2 separate regions of the Ovis aries genome follow, and region 2 is linked to region 1. Evidence: chromatin contacts called from public Hi-C data. All regions are on one chromosome and are shown on one strand. The core of a region is the stretch at or near the end of the contact, and the rest is flanking DNA. Distances in the headings are between cores, read along the strand shown. Region 1 has its middle 150 kb from the start of PDZRN3. Region 2 overlaps PDZRN3 (PDZ domain containing ring finger 3).

Evidence for each region. A called contact is a pair of places that touch in the nucleus more often than the background predicts.
Region 2: a contact with region 1 is called in a Hi-C map of liver, with 4 times the contacts expected there. The contact joins two enhancer-like sites. A contact is called at or near these places in 9 of 16 Hi-C or Micro-C datasets (liver, mesenteric adipose tissue, mixed tissues and 5 more).

The regions. Positions count from the first base shown.
Region 1 is chr19:28,072,939-28,078,759 of ARS-UI_Ramb_v3.0, reverse strand. No RefSeq gene overlaps it. Among named protein-coding and RNA genes, the nearest start is that of PDZRN3, 150 kb to the left of the region's middle. Within about 2 kb of position 4,254, at least 14 of the 54 cell types and tissues checked have an H3K27ac peak or open chromatin away from gene starts, as enhancers often do. A contact at or near this core is called in liver, where this site is marked.
Region 2 is chr19:28,349,916-28,356,048 of ARS-UI_Ramb_v3.0, reverse strand. All of the region lies in intron 3 of PDZRN3 (PDZ domain containing ring finger 3), which reads right to left. Among named protein-coding and RNA genes, the nearest start is that of PDZRN3, 130 kb to the right of the region's middle. Within about 2 kb of position 1,293, at least 10 of the 54 cell types and tissues checked have an H3K27ac peak or open chromatin away from gene starts, as enhancers often do. A contact at or near this core is called in liver, where this site is marked.

The DNA.
Region 1 (5,821 bases), core at 3,005-5,504:
AGGCTACAGTCCAAGGAATCGCAAAGAGTTGGACACAGCTAAATGAATTCACTTTCCCTTTTTACATTATGCCTGGCCCCTATAGGCATTTGAGTTTGAAATTCCTGATCTAAACTTGAGGATTCTTCATATAACTGTGAACCACAGAGGATATCTGAAAAACTTCTTTTTTTTTTAAATTTAAATTTTATTTTTTATTTTTTTAAATTTTAAAATATTTAATTCTTACGAACAGATGTTACAGCAGTTCTTTCTTATCGTCACAATCTGGTTATAGATATGCTAAGTAAGTAGTTAAATATACTTCTCAAAGTTAGTGCAAAGGAAAGCAGAGTCAACTTCTTCACAGATTAGTTTCCTTTTCCTCTGTCAGGTGTTGATCGGTGTTTTTGCAGGGCGTTGGGGTGTGGAACTAACAAACCCAGGAAGGAAGCTGAGCCTATGGCCTGGTACATGGGAATGACCACATCCAGATGTGAGTTCTGAGACTATTCTTTTGCCATGACGAAATAGTCATCCATTCTCGCTTAATTTGAGCCAATCTGTAAACAGGAGAAAAAATGTTCTCTTGGAACAGGTGTTGTTCCAGAAGACTTCAAGAGAAAAGAAAGTAAACCAGGGGCTGGGCCGAAGCTTTCTAGATGAAGAGAGAATAAAAAAAACAACAGGATTATGTCATTTTCAAGCTGGAGGGTAGACTCTAAGGATGGCAAAGGCAAGCCAGGATGAACTTACAGCCCCTTTCTTAAGGCCCTACATTCACTGTGGTGGGAAGCCCTATCAGATCTCAAGAAAAACACTTTGATTCAATGAATTCCATGAAAAGAAGACATCTCTGTCAGGAACATAGGTATGAAATGATCCTCTGTGGTAATACAGATTGAAAATAAGTTTAAGAGACATTTTGGCAAATGATTCTAGACTAATAAAGGAAAGTTACAGGCCAAAGTTTTCAGCCTTGAGGTTAATGTCAATGAGGAGAGGCTTGCCTTCCCTAAAGTCCCAGGTACTAACAGGTTAAATTTGGGGCTGGATCATCTTTAAACAGTGTTGGAAAAACTAGCTATCCACATGCAAAAGGAAAAAATTGGACTGTTATTTTACACTATACACAAAAACCAACTAAAAATGGATAAAATATTTAAATATAAGACTTGGAACTGTAGAACTACTAGAAGGAAACATAAGGGATAAGCTTTATGATGTCAATCTTGGCAATAATTTCTTGGATAGGACACCAAAAGCTCAGGGAACAAAAGCAAAAATAGACACATAAGACTACATTGAAATAGAAAGCCTGATGGAGATAAGTAAAGTGAAAAGGCAAAGGGAACAATTAACAGTGTATAGGCAACATATTGGATAGGAGAAAACATTTGCAAACCTCATATCTGATGAGTTAGTATACAAAACATATAAGGAGCTCAAACAACCTGATTTAACAAATGAGCACAGACACGATTGACATTTCTCCAAAGAAGACATACAGATGGCCAACATATACATGAAAAGGTGCTCAGTGTCACTAATCATCAGGGAAATACAAAGCCAAGGCACAGTGAGATATCACCTCACACCTGTTAGGATGACTATTATAAGACACAAACAAAACCAAAAGATAACAAGTGTTGGCAAGGATATGGAGAAACTGAAACTCTTGCACACTTGTTAATGGAAATGTCAAATGGTGTAGCCATTGCGGAAAACCGTATGGAGATTCCTCATAAAGTTAAAAATAGAATTACCATATGATCCAATAATCCCACTTTTGGGTACTTACCCACCAGAATAGAAATCAGGATCTTGAAGATATATTTGCATACTTGTGTTTGCTGCAGCATTACTCACAAGACATGGACACAACCGAGTGTCCCTTGGTGGATGAATAAAGACTTCATGGTGCGTATATATGCAAGCGAAGTGGAAGTTGCTCAGTTGTGTCTGACTCTTTGTGACCCCATGGACTATGGAATTCTCCAGGTCAGAATACTGGAGTGGGTAGCCTTTCCCTTCTCCAGGGGATCTTCCTGACCCAGGAATCAAACCTGGGTCTCCTGCTTTGCAGGCAGATTCTGTACCATCTGAGCAAAGCCCCAAAGGAGCTTATATATACAAAGGGCTATTATCTCCTTGTATATATAAACATATACAAAGGACTATAATCAAGCCTTAAAAAGGAAGCCTACAGTTCCACGTGCAACAGCATGATTGAATCTTGAGGATGTGATGCTAAATGAAATAAGCCAATCATAGAAGGACAAATATTGCCTTATATCACTTCCATGAGGTATATAAAATAATCAAATGCACAGAGTGGAGTGGTGGTGTCCAGAGGCCAGAGGGAGGGGAAATGGGGAGTTGAAACTCAACTAGTATAAAGTCTTAATTATGCAAAATGATTAAATTCTAGAGATCTGTATTGTGACTATGTATGTCCTAAGTCATTTCAATCTGTTTGACTCTTGGTGACCCTATAGGCTGCAGCCCACCAGGCTCCTCTGTCCATTGGATTCTCCAGGCAAGAAGACTAGAGTGGGTTGCCATGCCCTCCTCCAAGGGATCTCCTCACCCCAGGGATTGAACCCACATCTCTTATGCGTCCTGCACTGGCCTGTTCTTTACCACTAGCGCCAAATGCACTGTGCCTACAGTTGACAATAATACCACCCTGTATACTCTAAAATTTCTTAAGAAGAAAAATCTCACGTTATATGTACTTTTCACAATAAAAACAACTGGGGGGAGGTGGATATCCCATTAGTTCTTAAGAAACTTGAAAATAATTCTCTTGGTGGGAGGAGCGTGATCTACCCTCAGGCTCTGCAGAATGCCAGTACGCTATTCAGTTTGTGTGACATCATAATGGCAAAGGCCGTAACCCATCTTAATCAAATGCTTCTTGTGTGTGTCAAGCTCTTTTTTGGACACCCAGCTGACGTGGCTCATATAATTTCAAAACTGACCCTGTGAGGTTAAGTATGATGTAAATTCACATTTTACAGATGAGAAAGATGAGGCTATGAGGACTTGAATTCCATGTGCAAGTTGCCAAGTTTGGGCTCTAAAGCCTGTTGTCTAATGCCAGAACCCTCTGCTTTTCAAAATCACACCTATTGTCTCACCATCTCTAAGGAGAGAGTTTGCAGTTGACCCCTGGTGCCAGCGCCTCTCCCTGAACATTCTAATTGGGACGATAAAGAGATTAAGTGTCAAGTGGGTGAGCATTTAGCCTGGCTCTGCTTATCCTTTGTCAAATGGCATCACATGGAAAGTATGAGGTGTTGTCACAGGAATAATTGGCCACCTGGGAGGGAGAAGGAGCACGCTTTGGCTTGCGAAAGCCCAGGAGAGCTCTTCTAGACTCTCCTGGTAACTCTCTATGAGGAAATGTCCTGAGTATATTTTCTATTCCAGAAAGACTGCTGCTAAAATGATACGGGTTAGGAATGTGACAGAGCTCTGGCCCCCTGAGCATTTGGTATGGAAATAAACAGCAGGACTGATTATCTGTATTCAAGCTTAAATAAAACCGTATGAAGAGCTGAACCCATCCCTCCCCCAACATCCCCACCTCATCTCTTCTGAAAGACTGATGATTTTTGGAACATCTATTACAATGGAGCTTTTTCTTTTCCTTTTCCTTGCTCTCCTCCCCTGAAACGGGGCCCTTTCCTCCCAGCTGTGTGCTGCAAATCAGCAATAGCTCCACTCTCTCCCAGATGTCTGGAAGCTAAAGAAACCCCAAATCTATTTCTGCCAAACCCCCTTCTTCTCAAATTTTAAAAGATTACATTTTCAGAAATGTAATCAGGATGAGTAAGGTTCACTGGCACTTTGTTCATTAAAGCTGTATTTTGAAAGAGGCATTTGATGTCAAGTCAGTTTTTTTTTTCCCCCCTCAGTCTTTTCCCCGCTCCCACCCCCAAGTCTTTTATCTCCAAACCAGGAAGTCATATTCTGCCAGCCAACTGTGAACTGTAACCACAAAAAGTTGGAGATTGGTTCAAAGCTTAGGACTCAAGAGGCTTGAGTCAGTTTTAAGGTTGGCAGAAGGCATCCTTCACTCATTTTGGGGGAATGTGCGTCCCCGGGGGCCGAGGGGGCAGTCCTGTGACTGGTGACAGGGTTGGTGGGTTGTTCTCACAGTCTGAGGAATGTGTGAGCAAAAGCGTCTTGTCCTGGGAGGTGCTGTGCAGGCGGGAAGGGGTTAGTTTCATTTTCCACTTAGACGCGGTTGTGGAAAGAATCCGGCAGGGACCTCTCCCTCTTTCTGTTGCTCCCTCGCTCTGAGCTCAGCTGTAAAAAGGGTCATCACCGCTGCTCTCACGCTGGGGGAAAGAAAAGCTAAGCCGTCACGAGTGTTCAGGCTACACTCGAAATTTAGAGGGTGATTTTCTCTCCTTGGTTTCATCTCCTCCTGTCTAAACTTTCTTGCCCCTCAGGCTTTATCCTTTCACAATTTAGAACGGCTCGAGTTCCCTGAGCAGAACTTGTGTATTTTCTGTCTTTTTTACAGTCTTGCACAAGATAGACCTGTTCAGAGACCTTCCTCCTCCCCTCAGGGCTTCCTAAAAGCATCACTCCTCGTGTGCCATCCTTCATGTCCTGACTTCCATTAAAACTATTTCTGTCTGTAGGTCTTTCTGGACACCACAAGAAAGGGTTCATGCCGCTTTTCTGTTTGCTTATTTCACCTCCCTGTTCCATGTATTGGTCTTTGAAAGCAATTTTGAAACTTATAACAACTTCTATGAGCCTGTGTGGTCATCCAGACCAGTATTATCCAACAGAACTTCCTGCAATGATGGAAATGTTCTCTATCGGCATAAAGTAATACGGTACCTACAAGTCACATAAGGCTATCAAGCACTTGAAATGTGGCCAGTGTACTCCAGGAATCGAATTTTTAATCTGACTTAACTTTGCTTAATTTAAATTTAAATAGCAGCACATGGCAAGAAGGCGCTGTACTGGACAGCGCAGCTGTAGACTGTGAACTTCTTTAGGATAAAGTCAATGTCACGCTTCTTCCCTGGGCTTGACACAATGCTGAGTGCCTAGTAAGAGCGTGATGAACATTTAGGGAATTCAGCTACTTTATTTATTTATGATAATAATCTTACCAGATTAATAATAATAATAATCTTACCAGATTAATAATAATCTTAGGCAGATATTATTGACTCTAGGAACTTTATATGAATAAACAAAGACAAAACAAAATGTGACTCAGAGGAATCAAATGATGGAGCCAGTAACTGAATCATAATCTGTTTAAAATCAGTCCCCCCATCCTTTCTGTTTCCACTGGCAGTGCGTGGGTTCGTGGTAAATAAATTTGTAGGTAAGTGGTTACGCATACAAGATAGATGGAAGCAACATTTTAAAGAACAGTTAATTGTCTTGATCCAATCAGACATGCAAGGACTTGCTTGTATAAAAGCTAAGAGAAAGAAAGGAAAAAGAAAAATGGCAGGTTAGCACAATGCTTATGCATCTTTAGTACCGTGCACATATTTAAAGGCTATATTGGCTGAATGGATCTCTTTGAAAAGAGGAGTCTATCATAAAAGAAATGTTACAACAGGCAACAAATTGGGCAGCTGGTATGCAATTTGTGACTGTTAACTTTCAAATGATGATAGCCTCAGTGTTTCAAGGACAAACATAAAAAATGGTGGAGGTTATGCTGCCACCTACTGGTCATCACGGTTAACTAGTGTTTCAGGATCTTAAAGAATCCAGATGCCTGGGAAATCAACAGGTATATGTATATTCTTTTCATTTGCTATTAGCTAAGCAGGTAAAGCATCTGTCTACA
Region 2 (6,133 bases), core at 44-2,543, 280 kb before region 1:
TGGGGCTGACAGTTAAATCACAACGGCTGATATTTACACGAACGGCTTCCAACTGTCTGGGTGAATACATAATATTTCTATTTCATAGAAACCAGGAATGGTTAACAACACAGAAGCTGGGGCCACCAGAAAGTAAACCCTTGATGAGTAAGAACATGTTTCAGACCTAGACCTTACATACTTGCAGGAGTGAACACACTCCTTTCGTAAGCAAATTTGTTGTTTTTTAAATCAAGTGACAAGTGTAATAGATCAGAATATACTTATACATATACATCTCAAGATGGCTTTATGCTCATTAAATCAAGTCTGTCCCTGGGAGTGCTTTCCACCATCCAGGCATTAGCAGGGAAACTGTGTGATTCTTCACTTCTTATGAAAAAGCTAGGAGAGCTAAGCACCAGCAAACCATTCCAAATGCAGACAGGAAACACCTGGAACTAACTCTCGCGCCACTCGGCCCGCACTTTACATTTCAAAACAGATGATTCTGAATTGTTCATAAATATTTGCCTTGTTTCAATAAAACACTCTTCAACCAATTTCATAAACCCTCGGTTCAGGAGGCTAAAACATACACGCTACTAGTCGACCACATTCTTTTCACATTGCATATATTTACATGGACAATATCCTAGAAGCATAAAACCCACAGGAAGGCGTTTAATGGCGTCATAAGGAAATTTCAGGGTTTTTTTTGGGGGGGTGCAGACAACTCCCGCCATCATTAAAGCCCAAATCAGGTTTGTTTTTGACAATCATGAAAAAAATACTGAATTGAAATATAAATTAAGCCCGTTTCCCTAATGTGCCTATTATAGTAAATAAGACCCAGACAAACCCTTCTAGAGACTTATAGAAAAGCTTTAATATAATTGATTATTAAACCTCCAGCTATAGAGTAGAATCACACCACAGGCCCCACAGCCAAACATTCATACTTGCATGCTGAACCCTTTAAAATGTTTTAAAAAGCTCTTTTTAGACACTAAAATGAAAAGTAGCTCAGCTTTCTTCGTGAAAATTAGATTTCTGAAAGCTATTTTTAAATGTAGACTCTTCCAAATTTTTCACCATGTACGTAAACAGGTATAGATTTCATTTATTGTAATATATACTTTGAAAATCAGACAAGTGACCATGTCACACACACCCATTTAGAGGCACAAAGAGGGAAGGATCAGGGAGGAAAGGAAAAAAAAACTGGACTTCTTCTGAGCAGTGTAGAGATGCTGTGTATCCCCTGGGAAGGACTGGAGCCCTGAGACCATTTGTGAAAACTGCAAGGGCTGGTTCCAGGCAGGGACTCTGCCAGGAGCTGAGCTGACCCAGGAAGCAGAGGGGCGCTGAGATGGGGCTCTGAGGAGGTGCCAGCCAGGGCTCTGAACCCAGCCTGCCTGCCAGGGAACCCTGACTTTCCCCACTAACCTAGTTCTCCAAAGTCAGAAAGAAAACAAAGCAGCCCGGGGTTATCAAGAGTTAAGTGGAAAAGTAGGTCACGAGAATATGAACTTCTAAGCATGGTCCAAAGACTGCAATGAGTGAGTTGATTTTTTTTTCTTTTTTTCCCCTTTTCTTTCTCTCTCTTTTTAAGCAGTTGTGATGAAAAATTCTTCAATTGGCCATAAACTGCTTACTCTGGTCCAGCTCAGAAATATCAGAGCGCTGCCCCCTGCAAGTTAATGAAGATTAGGCTTGGTGGTGATAAGGGATTTCATAGAAGCTCTTCGGAACCATAAAAGGCAGTAGTTAGAGGTAATGATAAACTAATTCTGAATACACGGGGCAGCAGACGCTCAGGCCCGGGTTAATGATTAACGCGCTGGACTCTGGCCAGTTAAGAAGTTGTTTAACCAGCGCCCCTGAGAAGCAAACCTGTTAGCATTCACGTGTCCATAACGACGGCCACTGTGTTCCCCCTCCGTCTACAAACAACTGACCAACAAGCAAGTTTTCACCTTTCCCTCCTCAAACCAGGACATTCAGCATCCAGGTCCTGAACATCTAAGAATGAGGCACCCGCATTTTTCTGGAATCCCTGAACCTTGATTGAAACAATCCACCGAAGAAGTATGGGTTTCCCTCTAAAAGAAAACATTCTGACCCACGGCTGAATGCTGACCTCTCAGAGCTTAGTCTGTTGTTCTTCAATTAACTAATTTTTATTACTCTTGAAAAAAGATACCCACAAAATTTAGGTATGTTGATGAGATGACCTTTAAAATGAAGGATGGAAAAGAAGAATCCCATTTGCTACTATATACAAACCTTCCGTGACCTTCTTGGAGGGACCTGCACAGAAAGCCCAACCCATAGTGAAGGGTCAGACTGCCTTTGACAAATGTGAGGGAACTCTTTAGGGACATTTAATCTAATTTGAGAAACAAAGCATCTGAAGACAGTGATTAGTAATGCAAATGAAAAATCACCTTTGGTTGGGGATAAGCAGGGCAAACAAAGGATTCTTAGAAGCCCTGGTGCTGTCTTCTGGGGTACAGCTGCTTTGATCATGCTGAAAGGCAGATTTTTAAACGACTGAAAAGACAGGACTCCAGGGTAGGAGGTCTGGGGTCTGTTTATCCTACTTAGTTCAAGTTGGAATTAATACATTTAAAAGTTTGGGATGACCCTAAACTGCTCTTCCTGGGGTAGGCCTTAGCCAAAGTGGTTGGTTTAGGCAAATAGACTATAATGAGTATCTGTGTTTGTCTAACGATAAATGTCATCCCTTGAAGGTTTTGGTTGAAAAAAGATGTGACAGCAGTGGAGAGGTTGGAAGACTGCAGTGCAGGGGAGAAGCAGGGGTAGTATTTAGTTCACCTAGGTCTTTTTACCTGGGCAAGTTTTCTGGTCTTGGTTTGCGCTAGGAGGGCCATGACTACACCAATACACTTGCACCCCCCTCCACTTCCGGTAAGTCTCTGGCCTAAGAACTCTCCACCAGCACAGCTGGATATCGCATGTGCTGCACTTTACATCAGGTGACTAGCCCACAGTTCTGAGCTCTGAGCCTCTGACCAGCTTTCATGATCAATGCTGGTTCCGCAGCCCAATTCGCAACCGTCAGAATCCCAGGCTGGTAGCCTATCTGATCTAGGTTGGGCTGCTGCTAAGTCGCTTCAGTCGTGTCCAACTCAGTGCGACCCCATAGACGGCAGCCCACCAGGCTCCCCCGCCCCTCGGATTCTCCTGGCAAGAACACTGGAGTGGGTTGCCATTTCCTTCTCCAGTGCATGAAAGTGCAAAGTGAAAGTAAAGTCGTTCAGTTGTGCCTGACTCTTAGCAACCCCATGGACTGCAGCCCACCAGGCTCCTCCATCCATGGGATTCTCCAGGCAAGAGTGCTGGAGTGGGGTGCCATTGCCTTCTCCGCTAGGTTGGGCAGAACTGCCCAAATTCTTCAGTTAAGATTGTGGAGCTACGGTTCAACAGTGATGACAGGTACTAACGAAGACTTGTCCTGTGCTGCCAGGACCATTCTACCTGCCCTATCCCAGCTAGCAGCTCCATAAGCTAGTTATCCTTCAAAACCCATTTTACAGATGAAGAAACACACCTGCGAGATGACGAAGTGAAAAATGACGGAAGCCAGTCCGCATGTGGCGTATCAGTCTACATAGCGAATCCCTCCATATGTTCCCTAACATGAAAACCAACTCCGCAAACAAGAGTTTACCCTTCGGTGCTCGCTACAGTATGGCACAGAAGGGCTCCACAGAAACAACAGCCTAGGTGGTCTCTTCTGACCAGGGAATCTAGCGAGCCTCCTTTCCCACCCAAAATCAGGCCTGCATAGAGCCTAGAACCAAACGTGCTTTCCTCCCACCCCAGAAAAGTTCCTATAAAGAAATGACCTCATCTGCACATTCTGCTACCAATGTAACTCCACCCAAGGCTTTTAAAAGCTGGGTTTCCACAGAAAAGCTGAGCCAAGGATCTATATCCACATCGCAGTCTGCTTCGGAAAACAGCTCTCAGCTCTCCCCTAGGATAGGTAACTAACTCTGTATTCTTCCCTCCCCAAAGAACAGCTCCAGACAATTGTATTGCATAGACGAGACCAAGACTTAAAGCTAAATATGGTTATCTATAACTGCTAGGATCATTTTCAAATGGATTTCAATCAAATTTTAAATTTTTTCAATGAATAGACTGCATTGGGGAAAACCTTTTTTTTTTAAAAAAAACAAAGTAGAAAATGTAAACAGGAAAAACAAAAGTTTATCCATAGCTCTACAACAGCGGTGCCAAAACTTTAGAACCATATACTGAACACACAAACAACTAGTCCTCCATATCCACCGGTTTCACAGATGCTGATTCAACCAACCGTGGATTTTCTACCATGAAATTTCAACCTGTGGACACAAAGTGCTGACTGGATTCATGTATGAGGTCACTTATATAAGGGACTTGAGCTTCTACAGATTTTGGTATCTGAGGGCTTCTCTGGTGCCTTAGTTGGCAAAGATTCTACCTGCACTGCCGGAGATTCTGAGTGGAGAAGGAAATGGCAACCCACTCCAGTATTCTTGCCTGGAAAATCCCATGCACAGAGAAGTCTGGTTGGCTACAGCCCATGGGGTGGCAAAGACTCAGACACAACTTAGCGACTAACTGCCACCACCATCTGAGGGTGCTGCCCTCGGACCAAACCCCCTGGGATACTGTACCAGTAGGTTGTATCATTTTTAGAAATGACATTTTTAGATGGACAAAAAGCACATGAAAAGATGCTCAACATCACTAATTAACAGAGAAATGCACATCAAAACTACAATGAAGGATCACCTCACACCATTCAGAATGGCCATCATCAAAAAAAACTCTACCAGCAGGGACTTTCCTGGTGGGCCAGTGGTTAAGAATTCACTTTCCAATGAAAGGGATGCAGGTTTGATCCTGGGTTGGGAAATTAAGATTCCACCTGCCCTGGAGCAACCTAACTGGAGCGCTGCAACTAGAGAGCCCACAGGCCGCAGACTACGGAGCCCACATACTCCGGAGTCCAGGCACCACAACTACTGAGCCTGTTCGCCACAAGTAGAGGGAAGCTTACATGCTGCTAGGAAGATCCCACGTGACACAACTGAGACCCCATGCAGCCAAGAAACAAACAAACAAATATTTAAAAAATCTACAAACCGTCAATGCTGGAGAGGGTGTGGCGAAAAAGGAACTTTCCTACACTGTTGGTGGGAATGCAAATTGGTGCAGCAACTATGGAGAACAGGATGGAGGTACCTTAAAAAAACTAAAAACAGAGCTACCATATGATCTAGCAATCTCACTCCTGGGCATACAGATAGAGAAAAACGCCATAATCTGAAAAGACACATACACCCCAATGGTCACTGTAGCACTATGTACAATACCTAGGATATGGAAGCAGCCTAGATGTTCACTGATGGATGTGTAAAGAAAGATGAGGTACATACATACAGTAAAATATTAGTCAGCCACAAAAAGAACTACTGCCATTTACAGTGACACGGGAGGACCTGCACTGTCATTCTGAGTGAAGTCAGGCAGAAAGACAAATACCGTATGGGAGCGCTTACATGTGGAACCTGAAAAAATGATACAAATGAACTTATTTACAAAACAGAAGCAGGGTCACAGATGTAGAAAACAAACTTACGGTTACCAAGGGGAAAGGCTGGGAAAGGGATAAACTGGGAGACTGGGATTGACACGTACATACTACTATATATAAAATAAATAGCTAATAAGGCCCTACTGTCTAGCACAGGGAATTCAACACTCTGTAACAACCCATGTGGAAAAAGAATCGAACAAAGAATAGATATACATATAAGTATAACTGATTCACTTTGCAGTAGAGCAGAAACACAACACTGTAAATCAACTATACTCCAATAAAATTAATTTGCATAAACAAACAAAAACAAGTTGGAAACAATGATTTATACAAATATTTGCTGTTTCACATGACACCGAAGCTCAAAAATCTGTCCAGTAGCCCAGCTGCAGATCTACTTCATTCTTTTTCACAGTGACGGTCATTAAGTTTAAGATTCAGCTTGTTTCTAATTTGGGAGGAAGTGCTATCTTGTAGCGTTGGTTTTCCATTGCATAATATTGTCTGTAGCAGCCTTCTCTGTGTGTGTAC